5 separate regions of the Mus musculus genome follow, and all the other regions are linked to region 4. A link is a contact called in public Hi-C and promoter capture Hi-C data. All regions are on one chromosome and are shown on one strand. The core of a region is the stretch at or near the end of the contact, and the rest is flanking DNA. Distances in the headings are between cores, read along the strand shown. Region 1 holds the start of Chac2 (ChaC, cation transport regulator 2). Region 2 holds the start of Rars (arginyl-tRNA synthetase). Region 3 holds the start of Fbll1 (fibrillarin-like 1). Region 4 holds the start of Npm1 (nucleophosmin 1). Region 5 holds the start of Erlec1 (endoplasmic reticulum lectin 1).

The links. Promoter capture Hi-C pulls out the DNA fragments that hold promoters and counts their contacts. A called contact is a pair of places that touch in the nucleus more often than the background predicts.
Region 1: a contact with region 4 is called in a Hi-C map of CD4 T cells, with 10 times the contacts expected there. The contact joins the promoter of Chac2 here to the promoter of Npm1 in region 4. A contact is called at or near these places in 1 of 484 Hi-C or Micro-C datasets (CD4 T cells) and 1 of 115 datasets of contacts at active chromatin or transcription factors (pro-B cells).
Region 2: a Hi-C map of B cells shows a contact between it and region 4, with 8 read pairs. The contact joins the promoter of Rars here to the promoter of Npm1 in region 4. A contact is called at or near these places in 2 of 39 promoter capture datasets (embryonic stem cells and pre-B cells), 3 of 484 Hi-C or Micro-C datasets (B cells, CD4 T cells and pre-megakaryocyte-erythroid progenitors), 2 of 115 datasets of contacts at active chromatin or transcription factors (embryonic stem cells and extraembryonic endoderm stem cells) and 2 of 9 other capture datasets (adipose tissue and liver).
Region 3: a contact with region 4 is called in a promoter capture Hi-C map of embryonic stem cells, with 3 times the contacts expected there. The contact joins the promoter of Fbll1 here to the promoter of Npm1 in region 4. A contact is called at or near these places in 2 of 39 promoter capture datasets (embryonic stem cells and pre-B cells), 1 of 115 datasets of contacts at active chromatin or transcription factors (large pre-B cells) and 2 of 9 other capture datasets (adipose tissue and liver).
Region 5: a contact with region 4 is called in a Hi-C map of CD4 T cells, with 5 times the contacts expected there. The contact joins the promoter of Erlec1 here to the promoter of Npm1 in region 4.

The regions. Positions count from the first base shown.
Region 1 is chr11:30,985,079-30,987,778 of GRCm38.p6, reverse strand. Chac2 (ChaC, cation transport regulator 2) reads left to right here and starts at 1,414. Exons shown (of 3, transcript NM_026527.3): 1 at 1,414-1,667. The coding sequence starts at 1,533. All of the region lies in intron 1 of Asb3 (ankyrin repeat and SOCS box-containing 3), which reads right to left.
Region 2 is chr11:35,833,273-35,835,972 of GRCm38.p6, reverse strand. It overlaps Rars (arginyl-tRNA synthetase), which reads left to right and starts at 1,445. Exons shown (of 15, transcript NM_025936.3): 1 at 1,445-1,536; 2 at 2,667-2,700. The coding sequence starts at 1,492.
Region 3 is chr11:35,797,470-35,800,184 of GRCm38.p6, reverse strand. It overlaps Fbll1 (fibrillarin-like 1), which reads left to right and starts at 1,301. Exons shown (of 1, transcript NM_001004147.3): 1 at 1,301-2,715. The coding sequence starts at 1,751. The coding sequence ends at 2,695.
Region 4 is chr11:33,161,772-33,164,471 of GRCm38.p6, reverse strand. It overlaps Npm1 (nucleophosmin 1), which reads left to right and starts at 1,266. Exons shown (of 11, transcript NM_008722.3): 1 at 1,266-1,550. The coding sequence starts at 1,493.
Region 5 is chr11:30,952,788-30,955,487 of GRCm38.p6, reverse strand. Erlec1 (endoplasmic reticulum lectin 1) reads left to right here and starts at 1,357. Exons shown (of 14, transcript NM_025745.3): 1 at 1,357-1,574. The coding sequence starts at 1,413. It overlaps Asb3 (ankyrin repeat and SOCS box-containing 3), which reads right to left and starts at 1,090. Exons shown (of 10, transcript NM_023906.3): 1 at 919-1,090.

The sequences.
Region 1 (2,700 bases), core at 165-2,664, 2.2 Mb after region 4:
GGAGGAATTTTTTTTTTGCTTCCTTACTATTTATATCACTATAGCAACATTTAGGACATCAGCTTGCTTTTCAGTGGGGTGCCAATCAAAGACAAAAAACAAAGCTCTGTTCTTTTTGGGGGGAGGGAGTGTATATATATCACTTAATTTTCAATTTTTGAGAAATTCAAATACATAAAATATTATAATCTTAAGAATACAAAGAACACAACCCAAAGGAAGACTAAGAAAATATGTTTCCCAATAGTCAACAGTGGTTCTACATATTTTCCCACTAGTGTTTTTATCTAAAATTTAAGGTGTCCTGCCATAGTTCTGCAAGAATAGAACTGTCTGATGGGGAGGCAATGAAAATACTTAAGAGTTAAGAAGGAAATCCAGGAAAAACAATACATTTTAAACTAAATATAAGAATTCTCCTCAACCATCCAAATTAAGTGTTCAGTAAAGAATATTCATTATCCTCAAAGTTTCTTATTAAACAAAACAGCAGCCATTCACCTGAGAAAAGAAAAGGATTCTATAAGCAGCACTGTAAAAGCCACTGGTGAAGTAATGTAATGGGAGAGTGCACCTGCTCGTCTCTGAGCCTCCGAGATTAAGACTGAACAAACTGTTCTTTGAAGTTTAAATAAGTGGTAGGTTTCAAAAGTGAGAAAAATGGCTGAGGTGCCTACTTAACATCATAATAGGCACTGACTGCCAAGTTCTTCCTGCATCCTTCGGTCCTGATCTATTTCAGGACCCTCCTGCTGGCATACCCCAACCCCTACTCTAAACTTTTCCATCCCTAGGGCTGGGCTGACCTTCTAGCAGCAGCCCTTTCCTATATAATCCAACCAAATCCCTTTTGAGCCTCCAGGCTGCTGCACCTAGTCCCTCTCTCTCATCTTTCTTTCCCTCCCTCTTCTCACATGGCACAGCTCAGTTTGGTCCTGCCCACTGTGAACTGTTCCAGATGTCTCTTACTGTATAAAAACCTCTCTCCTTCATCATGCTTAAACAGTCCCGTTCTTCCCCCCCTCCCCCCAATCTGATAAGCAACTTCCATTAGAATCCAGTTGCTTTTTCACACACATAAAACTACTGTTTTGCTTCTATTTAAAAGCAAAGGACACAGGACTTGGTCATACAGATATTATACTTCCGGGATCTGCCACTCTGGCTGCTGTTTGATGTGGGCAGCTAGCCAATTTTCAAAGCACAACAAAATGACTACGTGCTAATTGTGGTGCCCTATAAGACAGGAGTCCTGCCTTTTCTCCTCTTTCAATTCTCACTAGAAAAAAAGGTGGGAGGGGTGCTGCTCCAACTCGAGAGTCGTAAAACTCTAAAGAATTGTGGGTAATGTAGTCCCCTGCCTCCCATTCCCTACCCCCACCCCTCCCGCACCATAGAAGCTCTGAAAACCCAGTGTGCTTTGCGCCGCACATCAGGCGAAGCCAGAGCGCCTGGCACTGCCCCAGCAGCCGGTTACTCCCCTCGGTAGCAGTCTCGTTCTGAAGTCCGAGTGCCGGTCAGGGTCCAGAAAGATGTGGGTGTTTGGTTATGGGTCCCTCATCTGGAAGGTGGACTTCCCCTACCAGGACAAGCTGGTTGGTTACATCACAAACTACAGTCGGCGCTTCTGGCAAGGTAGCACGGACCACCGCGGGGTCCCAGGCAAGGTAAGGAGCCAGCGCCTCATGCCCACCTACCCAGCAGAGCACTGGAACAGGATAAAGCTCTCAACTTCATTGGCCACCTGCCCTTGCCTCTCTCAAGAAGTGGATATCCTTAGGCCGCTTCAGAAGCCAGTAATTAGTTTCTAAAGCAGAAAGCACGGGCACAGGGAGCTCGCCCAAGGCTGAAGTGGCCAGGACAGCACCCTTATCTTGGCAACCTCTGCCACCCCACAAAATAATAAAGTTGAATTTTCATGTCACCACATGGTCAGTGTGTAAATTCGTTGATATGTCTATATTATGCCAGGTTTTTACTGGTCTGAATTTATATGTGCCTGTAAATTTCCAATTTATGTTTCCAATGTTTTAGTTTTAAAATGCCTAAGATCATGAAAGAACTAGTTTCCAGTCATTCCAATTTTTATGCCCATGGTGATTTTTTGATTGAGAGGTATAAGCAAAGTTATGTGAGGTTTGCAGTTCGTTCTGAGTAATGAATTGAAAATCTCCATTATTTGAATGTTCCTTCTCCATAGTTCTCTTGAATTATTAATGTAAATACAAATCATTGGATCTGTTTTTCAGTTCGGTCATATAAAGCATTCAGCTCTCCAGGGGTTCAGAGTGTTAGAAGCAGCTCACTATTTGCCTTGGCTACAAAAAAAAAAAAAAAAAAAAAAAAAAAATCTGTGGAAAAAAAAAGTTAAACAAGTATGAACTAGTAACTTGTTTGGTTAATATCTAACCTTTGGTTTTGAATGTTCCTGTGTTCTCCAACATACTCTTAAAATTAGCCTAGTCTGCTGGTACAAAATTGTAATCCAAAAGAATATCACAAGTTCAATACTGGCCTGGACCTCAAGCTCAGAAACAAGTCTGGGAATATAGCTTAGTAGTAGAGTTCTTACCTAGTGCATGCAAGGCCCTGCCCGAGTTCAATTCCCAGCACCATTTTTAAAAAATACTCTAAAGCATAATATTCTGAAATACTGGAAACCAAGTATCAGAAGAGATTTTAGGAAAGGGAAAGATCACA
Region 2 (2,700 bases), core at 196-2,695, 2.7 Mb before region 4:
AACTCAGGCTGGAATGAATTCACAGCAATCACAGTGTTGTGTGTGTGTGTGTGTGTGTGTTTTTAACATTTTTTTATGTGCTGTGGTGATAGCCAAGTGCCTTAATGCAGCATTTTCTCAAAGTGGGTATAGGTACCACTGGTGACAATATAGAAAACTATAGGCCCGGAGAGGCAGCAGATGTAATCCCAGAACACAGGAAATGCTTGAGTTTTAGGCCAGCCCGCTCTACCTAGCAAAAAGAAAACACAGGTAGATATGGCTGCATTCTTTATTATCTATAATAATATGTTGATTGTTTTTGAAAGTTTATCTATTTTATGTATATGGGTGTTTTGTCTGCATGTATGCTTGCACACCAGGAGAGAGCATCAAATCCCAGGGAACTACATGTTCATAGGTGAGTGTGAGCTGCCATGTGAATACTGGGATCAAACTAGGACCTCTGGGGGAAAAAAAAACAGCCAGTGCTCTCAACCACTGAGCCACCTCTCAAGTCCTATATTTATTTAATATGTAGCATCTTTAGCCCACACACTCAGCCCATGGATTCATAGATATTATTGTTTAGGATGAAGATAAGTAAATTTTAACGTGAACTAAATCCATCTTGGTGGTAAAACCACGTTACCACGACCCTTGGAAGGTGGAAAGAAAAAGATCAGAAGTTCAAGACAAAAGATCAGAAGCTCAGCTAAATGCAAGACTACCCTGGGCTACATCTTTCAAACGAACAGAAGAGCCTGAGAGATGCTCCAAGAGGCTGCCTGGCTCAAGTCATTGTACCACCTTCCTTTCTTGGTAATTAAAACATTGTTTGCCTGGTAAGGAGGCTGAGGCAGGAGGATGGAGAGTCAAAGGTCAGAGTGGAATACAAAAAGTCTACACATGCACATGTGCGCGTGCACGCGCGCACTACACATACAATGAAAAGGAAAGCCATTGTTTTCTCTTTCCCCTTTCAGGCAGTCTCCATTAGTTTAAGGACCTTTTTTTATCATACATTCTAAACATCTTCACATCCTGGAGAGAGTATCTAGCACCTTAATGTGAACAACAACAAAAATGCCTGTTTAACAGAGGGATGAGTTGCAGGCAGTGGTGGCGCATGCCTTTAATCCCAGCACTTGGGAGGCAGAGGTAGGTGGATTTCTGAGTTCGAGGTCAGCCTGGTCTACAGAGGGAGTTCCAGGACAGCCAGGGCTAGAAACCCTGTCTCGAAAAAAACAAAAACAAAAAACACAAAAAATCAAAACAAAAGAGGGATGGGTTCTGTGCCCATGCCCGCGCCATGCCTCCAAGCAGAGGGTAGGTTGCTTTGGCCTGCTCCCCGCCTCTCTCGCAGTGTCTCCTGGATCCCGTTAGGGGGCAGCAGAGGGCGCGCCCTGAAAAACCAAAAACAGTGACTTACCCGGGTAGGAATTTCCGTTTCCGGCCCAAACTAGACACTTCCGCTTCCGGCCGCTTGGCATGTGAGTCGCTGACGAGAGGATGGACGGTCTGGTGGCTCAGTGCTCCGCGCGGTTGCTGCAGCAGGTTTGTCCCTGGGCGGGGCGGAGGGCTCTGGAGCGGGCGGCGGCGGGGCAGAGTCCGCAGTGGCTTCCACAGGCGGCCGCGGCGACCCCAGTCCGGGACCTCGGGGCTTGCGAAGCCTTGCTGCTCCGCTGGCCCTTTCCTCTTGGCCGGGTCGTGCGACTGTCACTCAGAGAAGAGAGGGTGGACAGCGAGCGAGGCTCACTCTGCTGGTCGCCCAGGCCAGGTTAGAGCAGGACAGGTGTGCCCTGAGACCCAGCCGGAAACTTCCCAAGAAGCCGCCAGTGTTGGTCTGGAACAGTGTCACAATTTTGAAAAACGAAAGTAAGACCAGCCCCTTTTCTTTTTCGGGCCTAGACACTAGCGTTAGGAACTCAGTTTGTCTAAGTCTTCCCTGGACAATAACTGCTTTTATGCAAATCATCCCCGAGGTGCAAAATAAATGGACAAGCTCTTTACTGCTGAGTCCAGTGAATAGTAGCAGATCTTGGAGAGATGGGGAAAAAAAAAACCATATATATATGAAGTTTACGTAGACCCAGAAAAGGCAAAGACGGACACTTGAGTGATTTCGAATATGACAAAAGATGGATTGACTCCTTTTTGTCTCGGGATCTAACCCAGAGCCAAGGCCTATGTGTGGCAAGCAGCACTGAGGGGTGCAAGTCCCCAACTCCTACTGATGTTTGTTGGTTTGTTTTGTCGTTTTTGATTTGGTTTGGTTTTTTTTAGTCCCAAGTCATTAGATTTAGCAACACAGGTAGTAAAGCCAGAAACTTGTACTCTGACTAAATCAGGATGCACCTAGCTAAAGAAGAGACTTCCGTGTTTGACTCTGGCCCTGGACTTTCAACTCACAGCCTCTCAACTGCTAGGACTGGAGATGTGTACTGCCATGCACACTTGGCTGAGTTATATTCTCTGCCCCGCAGTCCCTCATCCCCAGCACACACATGTGAACTCAGTTCCATCTCATAAAGGATGATTGCTGACGTCAGTAAAATCATTGCAAAGTCCATTCTCATTTTTCTACCCCACATGTTGTGGAGAGCGAAATGAGGAAGTCTGTGGTAAGGTTTGCCATTATCCGGGAAGCATTTGTTTGACCTGGAAAAGTTGCCTTTCCCTTACAGGAAAGGGAGATTAAGGCTCTGACTGCTGAGATCG
Region 3 (2,715 bases), core at 52-2,551, 2.6 Mb before region 4:
CAACCAGAATAATATTTGATTAAGTATCTGAGCATCCCATGGCCAATTCAAATATATGCAAAAACTAGTCATTACAAGGTCTGATTGGTGGAAACACAACCAAGACAGCAAATGTAACTCATTTTAGAGAATACTCTTCAAATTGTAATTAGAGTGTTTCCCACGAACAAGCTATCACAGGAATCCTGCATTTCTTCCTCTGCCACCTTCTCTATATCCTCATGCAGACTTGTGGCCCTCATCAAGAAAGTCTTATAATACTCAGGGGTGAACAGCCCTGCCATTGCTGTCTGTGGATGTGAGACAGGAGAGGAGATTAATGTGTGCACATATGGGGAGTTAATATCCTCTCCCTGTGTCATGTTCTAGTTCTTAGGTGCATTCCACTGAAGAAATATAGTTTTTAGCTTGGCTAATGTGCACCAAAGCTATTTGCAAAAGCTTTTCCCTTCCCCCTGCTGCTTGAGGAATTTTCCCTTTCCCTGCCAATATAAGCAAGTTCAATAGTTCAATACCACCCGGGCCCTTCCCCATCTGAGAGGACTGACTAAGAGGTCATGATGACCACAGTTGACCAGAGCAAGATTAGCAGTTCTCAAAAATTAGCTATAACACAGATAACAGTCCTTGGAAATCCTGCCTCAGTTTGAATTCCACAATAAACCACATACTGTCCTAACCTTGCTGACGAAGTTTTCTGGCACATCAACAGCTGATCACTAAAATTAAAAATACACTATTGCTTTGCTAGCCAATAATGATATCACTGTGAGGTGCCCCCCTTTCAAAGATTATAAAAAAGATGTACTTTTGACAATCGGGGTTTACTCTCCCTGCGAGGCTGAGCAACGCCCCCCCCCCCCATGGTTTTATTCCACGCACGTTAGAATAAAAACCTCTTGTCATTGTTGCAGCGTTCTGCCGTCAAGCTGTGTGTTTCTGGGGGTCGCGTTCTCAACACTTGGGCCCTTGGGGGCCCAACACCATCTCCCTGGACTTGGCACTTAATTCCACTAACAGGGAGGTCAGACATGTGCTTAGATCAGCTACACAGAAGTCCAGCTTGGCCCCAAAGCCACCAATAGTGGTCAGAAGAGACGTGTTTGAGGTAGCTGTCCCTGGTGCTGACTGGACGCTAAAGCCTATGTAGGGACGTCTGGGTTTCTATCCGCGGTGCTGCCCATTTCTTCCTCCAGTTCCTCAAGGTTTGGATGAAAGAATGGTTTTTAAAGCACAGACGAAACATCGAAGTAATTTCCTTTTTTTTTTTTTTTCTGAAGTAAGTGCCATATGATTTAGGTTACACATAGGTTTCCTGCTGACACACGGGAGAGCAAGAAACTAAGAAACTCAAGGACTAGTGGATGCGCGCTTCCCATCTCTCTGCCACAGAGACGCTTGGCCACTGCGAGATCCAGGGAAAGAAGCTGGAGTCCCTGGGAAAGCAGAGAATAAATACCAGCAGACTCGAGAGAAGGCAAAGGGTTACAAGTGAGCAGGCTGTGTCTGCGCGCAGCTGGTGCAGGGGGGCTTCCGGGGCTACAGGGGCTACAAAACGGCTGTGATGCAATCACGCAAGTCACCGCGTCAAAGCGTGGATCCGGGGATGTGCGCACCGCGGCCCCCTGCATCCCGCTGCGGCTAATCCTGCGGGCAGCCGCCGCCAACAATTTGTCCCCATTCCGCAGCAACCGCCCGGGTCCCTCGCGATCCCCGACCACCGCGGCAGTTCCTGAGAGCTGCGGGGGCCATGAAACCCGCGGGCGGCCGCGGCGGCTGGGGCTGGGGTGGCGGCAAGGGAGGCAGCAAGGGAGGTGACACGGGCTCAGGGACCAAAGGCGGCTTCGGGGCACGCACACGCGGCTCCAGCGGCGGCGGCCGGGGCCGGGGACGAGGCGGCGGCGGGGGCGGCGGGGGCGGCGGCGGCGACAGGCAGCGACGCGGCGGTCCAGGCAAGAACAAGAACCGCCGCAAGAAGGGCATCACGGTGTCGGTGGAGCCGCATCGGCACGAGGGCGTGTTCATCTACCGCGGCGCGGAGGATGCTCTGGTCACACTGAACATGGTGCCTGGAGTCTCGGTGTACGGCGAGAAGCGCGTCACCGTGATGGAGAACGGGGAGAAACAGGAGTACCGCACGTGGAATCCCTTCCGCTCCAAATTGGCAGCGGCCATCCTGGGCGGCGTGGACCAGATCCACATCAAGCCCAAGTCCAAAGTGTTGTACCTGGGCGCCGCCTCCGGAACCACTGTCTCACACGTCTCCGACATCATCGGCCCCGACGGCCTGGTCTATGCGGTTGAATTCTCCCATCGCGCCGGCCGCGATCTGGTCAACGTGGCCAAGAAGCGCACCAACATCATCCCGGTGCTGGAAGATGCCCGGCACCCGCTCAAGTATCGCATGCTCATTGGCATGGTGGACGTGATCTTCGCCGATGTGGCCCAGCCAGATCAGTCGCGCATCGTGGCGCTTAACGCCCACACCTTTCTGCGCAACGGAGGCCACTTTCTCATTTCCATCAAGGCCAACTGCATCGACTCCACAGCGTCTGCCGAGGCCGTGTTTGCTTCTGAGGTGAGGAAGCTGCAACAGGAGAACTTGAAGCCACAGGAGCAGCTGACTCTGGAGCCCTACGAAAGGGACCACGCCGTCGTCGTCGGGGTCTATCGGCCCCCACCCAAGAGCAAGTAGCAGCAGCAGAAACCAGGGAA
Region 4 (2,700 bases), core at 17-2,516:
AGCTGCATTTAAATAAGCTTCAGAATCCAGAAACAATCAAACTGTCTGGCTTGCACAGGCTCAAGGGGTATCAATGCTTCCTCCTGCACCTTCTCAGTTTGGATGGTCAAATTCTGTTCACCCGTTCTTTCCCACACTATACCCAGTCTATCTCTGTTTATTTTATTATTATTATTATTTTGGTTTTTCGAGACAGGGTTTCTCTGTATAGCCCTGGCTATCCTGGAACTCACTCTGTAGACCAGGTTGGCCTCGAACTCAGAAATCCGCCTGCCTCTGCCTCCCGCAAACTGGGATTAAAGGCGTGCGCCACCACGCCCGACTTTTTTTTTTTTTTTCTCTGTTTATTTACACACACAATTCTTCCAAGTTTCATGATTTTTTCCTTATAGTTGCAAACTGAAATTCACATATTGACAGATATCTCCGAATTTAGGATTTGATACGTAATGGGCTCACATGCATTTATATCTGACACGTCTCTGGAGTCTACAAACATTGGTACCATTATCTACATTCCTCCCCCAAATTCTTAAATATGCTAGCTCCATGTTGAGATAAAAAGATTAGGGCCGCTGTCAGAAAGCACCCAACGCTGAGGGATGTTCGTCAGGATTCATTTTAAAGCGCTAATTCCCAGCCGAAGATTCGTATTAAGGCTCATGAATTTCTAAAAAAGCGATAGGCCTTCATTTGGAATGATGAAGACGGCCTGCGTTTTCTCAGTTCTGCACGCTCTAAAGTTTTAGAAAGATGCTCTTTGGAGGCGACTGACTGGGTTTCTCTTTGGTCCCCAAATGACATAAAGCTGATAATTTTCGTTTTGAAAATGCTGCCTCAGAAAAGAGGTGCAAAAGCATGGCTGCGGGGAAAGTAGCCTAGATCCAGCCACTCCGCCCTGGGCTCCTGAAGCTACGTGAAAACGAAGAGCAAGCCTTCGAGCAAGCCAAATCCTGAGGTGATTATGCTTGTTCCAGGCCTACGGGGAACGGAGGGTGGAGAAAAGAGACGCTCTGTGGTTCCCTGGCTGCAGCCGCCATCTTTCAGGGTGGGCTGCGCACGCTCTCGGCCCTGGGCCCGCGAGCACGAGCGGAGAAGACGTGGAAGCCCTGAAAACCCAGAGCGAGGCCACAAAGAGAAAACGCGCCTGCGCTTGGGCGACAGTAGTGGAGGGACGGGGCCAGAGACGAACGCGCGTGCGCAGTGAGAGCCCGCCAAGCACCTGGAGGAGGAGGGGGGCGAGGTACCTAGGCGTGAGGATGAAAGGCGCACGCGCAAAAGCGCGACTGTGCGGGGAGTGGGAGGGATCCAGAGGAGGCTCGCGGAGGCAGGACTAGCGCAGATCTCGCGAGATCTCCTGCGACCATATATACGTGCGGAGAGCCCGCGTCCTTTCCTTGGCGTGATTCCGTCCTGCGCGTCTGTTCTGTGGAACAGGAGGCAGTTGTTTTCCGTCCGGCTTCTCCCACACCGAAGTGCGCGCCTCCACCTCATGGAAGACTCGATGGATATGGACATGAGTCCTCTTAGGCCTCAGAACTACCTTTTCGGTAACTGACTGGAGGGGGAAGCGTGTGCAGGGCCTGGTGATGGGGGGGGGGGCGGGAGCCCAGCCGAGGCCTGGCGTGTGGGGAACGCGGCGTAGGTGGAGGCCGGAGAGCAAGGAGGAATCTCCCAGGCCTTAGAAGCAGCGGCCTGAACACTAGGAAAGCCGCCGGAAAATGGGGCGGGAGCGGCCCAGCCTGTAGCCTCGGGTGTTAGGAGCGGCCGGCCGGCCGGCGAGGGTGCGACCTTGCCTGTGGCGCGAACTTGAGAGGCGTTTCTCCTGTGCACGAAAGCCCGCACGGTCGCTTCCGAGCTCCTTTTTTTCCTCTTGTGTTGAGCCACGGCAGGCGGCACGGGAGAAAGGGGCCTGTGGAGCGAGGCGAGGCCTACCTCCGCCCTGTTGGGGAGGATACATCTGCAGGCGCTGGGCTTTCCAGGGGCCGCATCTTGTATTCTGTGGCGACCGAGGGCTTCGCCCAGTAACGGGGAATGGTCCGAGCAGGCGCCCTGAGGCAGAAGGGGCAGCAACCCCTAGGAGCACGTGGTTGCCACGTGGTTGGGGGTTAGGGAGGGGGTGTGGGCTCTACATCCGGGCTCTCCGACTCTAGCCAACCTTCAGCCGTGGGATCTTGTGGCTTAGTTAAAAGTTCTGGGAGGGAAATGTTTATTTCATAGCCCGTGGCGTATGGGTTTTTGAGATCTTTGTTCATATCTTTCAGTATCCACAGTGATGGAGCCCCCCCTTTTTAATTTGCCTCTGGTAGGCGGAGTCAGCATCACGTTGCAGATAGCTGTACTGATGGCCCACGTGGCTTAATGTTAGGAGTACCCTTAAATCATCTACCTGGCTCTATCTAGAACTACTTTTTCTTGGGGTGGGGAGAGGGAAGGATCTGTTGAACAGACAAGATTCGCTTTAGCATCAAGGCTTTTGGGGATCACATCTATAGTCTTGCTGCCTACCCTACACCCAGTTTTTGTTTAAAAGAATCAGTTTGTTTTTCAGTGATTCACGTTTTAGCTTTTTAACAGTCCTGAGATTAAAGGAACAGTGAACTCTGCCACTCGTTCATTAATTCTAGTAGTGTTTATACCGATTTCACCATACTACTTTAAAGAGACTCATTAAGTCTACTGTGGAAACCAGCAATGTTG
Region 5 (2,700 bases), core at 108-2,607, 2.2 Mb after region 4:
CTGCTTGCCTTTTGTAAAACTTACTATCGCTTTGGGGAAGGGATAAAATGGTTTTTTTTTTTTTATTACTGTATAATGAGAAAGTAAGAAACAACTGAGAGAAGTGAGACAATTTTCCTGATCAGATGTAGACTCCATGGATATCAGTAATCCATGTAATTCAGATGTCCTCCTTAAAGCCCCACCTTAATTCACCTTTTGCATGGTGGGCTGTATTTGCTCTATGGCTCCCTTCCTTCTGCCAACAGTAAGAATAAGTTCATTTAGTCTAAATTTGAATTGAGTCTAAGTCTCTTCTCCCAGTGGATTTTAACACCACAACATGGGCAGTCCTTACCAAATGTTCTATGGCAAACACTGTAAAATTATTACACAGGAGATGAAAAAAAATGTGGACATTATTTTCTTTTTTCAAGAAGGGGACAAAAACCAAAACTTTCTGTCTATATTCAGTCTGCTGTAACTTGATTCATAACTTCACATTCACCTGGCTCTGGCCTTGACATAAACTTTCTGGACTTAAGTAAAATAACAACAGTCCAACACTTGAGTCAAGGGAGGGAAAACTTCTCCTGAAGTAAAAATGCAGGACTGTACGCGCCTAGCCACCCAACAAATCTATGCCAAAGTCGAAGGACGTGGCAGGTGTCACTGGGGGTGTCCCCAAACACACAGCATCTGAGACAGACGTGACAACAGTCGCCATCAAAAGAAACTAAGAGAAGCTTCTGGAGAGAAGATGGAGAGTGCAAATAGCAAAAGACTGGAGGGTAGGCAGCTCAGTCGGAACTGTAAGTTCTACTTCGACTCTGCACAGCTCGGTTCTCTACTTGCTTTCTGAGAGCGGGCCGCCGCCCACTCACCCCCAAATCCCGAGAGTCCCTAGCGGCTGGACTGAGCGCGCGGGCCAGGACTCACCTGGCCGGGCCGCTTCGTCCAAGCGCCGTCTCCAGACCCGTTCAACCGGCGTCAGTCCCGGGCCTCTGCGTTTGAGTCCAACCGCTAGGATGCTACAGCAGCAACGCAATGCAACGCGACCCAAGCGCGGGCTTCCGTAGGCCACCGACTCAACAACCCCGGATGTTGATGTGCTGCCTGCCCCGGAAGCGGTGGCCCCAAGCCCTTGTAAGGCGGAGGCGGCTTTGCCCAGCCGTCTGCAAGGAGACGTGGCGGCGGCGGTTGGGTCCCCTGCACTAAGGACGCTTTGTAGTACCTCCTCTTCTTCCTCCTCCTCCTCCTCCTCCTCCTCCTCCTCCTCCTCCTCCTCCTCCTCCTCCTCCTCCTCCTCCTCCTCCTCCTCCTCCTCCCCCTCCTCCTCCCCCTCCTCCTCCCCCCCTTCCTCCCCCTCCTCCTCCCCTCCTCCTGTTCTCCTCTGGTAGAGGAGGTTGTGACGGTGGCTGGAGGACGCGGCAATGGAGGAAGGAGACGGCGGCTTGCGGAGCCTGGTCCCCGGAGGGCCACTGTTGCTGGTTCTGTACGGTCTCCTGGAGGCGTCCGGCGGCGGCCGAGCGCTGCCCCAGCTCAGCGACGACATCCCCTTCCGAGTCAACTGGCCTGGTACCGAGTTCTCTCTGGTCAGTGCCCTCACGAGCCGCAGCCTTCTCCCCTCTTTCTGGCACGAAGCATTCGGGCCAGCCCTCGATTCCTTAGCTTTTTCTTCCAGAACCTTTTTTTCCCAAGCATTTATCGACCCCAAGCCTAAGTGTGTTCGTTCATTCATTAATTCGTTTAGCACACTAAGTGGATATGCCCTCCATACTAACTAGGAGATCAGCGGTCACTTCATCTCCCTCCTTTAAATCTCATTACGTTAGATCTGGCTTCTCTACAGCCCCACTCTGTGGAGGAAGTTTTAGAATTAACTAGCACATCACCCTACCCGCACAACCGTCCAACAGACAGGAGTCCCATCTCTATTCATTCTTTCTCTCCAACACACACTTAAAAACGACGTATACAGCTTCTGAGAATCTTTTCCCTTAAGGCATTTGAGAGGGCTATTTGGTTTGGAAGATATTAGTGAGCTTATATGCGGAATACTACTGGCCATGCAGAATAGACTAGAGGCTTGAATGTATTACCACTATTATTTAGGACTCTAGAACATGAGATTAAAAAGGATTTTATGATCGTTAATTAATGTGTATTGTGTAAAAAGGCAAGAATGAAAGAGCCAGTGGCTGTGAGGCTCCCAATGTGAGAACTGGGAACTGTACTCACCCCTCCGAGAAGAGTAATAATGTGTTTTTAATTTCTGTGGCATCTCTCCAGTCCTAGAATACGAGATTTTGGTGTATAATCTAACAAGAATGGAAATTCAGTTTTGAATGATTGTAGTGCTGAAATGTCTATCCATGTGTAACTACTACAGACAAATTTACCACACACCTAGATCTGGATTCCATTGCCAGCACCGCCAAAAAAGTAAACAAGTGCAAACTAGAACTTAAACAGATCCGCCTGCCACGGCCTCCTGAGGGCGGGGCTTAAAGGTGTGTGCCACAATGTATAGCCTCAATGTATGTATTAATTAGCATTTAAACTTCAATCTATTGCCTTACTAGTTTTCTTTTACAGCCCAAACTTTATCTTTTCTGTTAGATAGGACAACAGTATACAGTTTTTAATTTCCTCCTTATCATTTAAAGATGTTTACACTATTTTGCCTACATCTGAAAATGTGCTTTAACAATCTTCAGT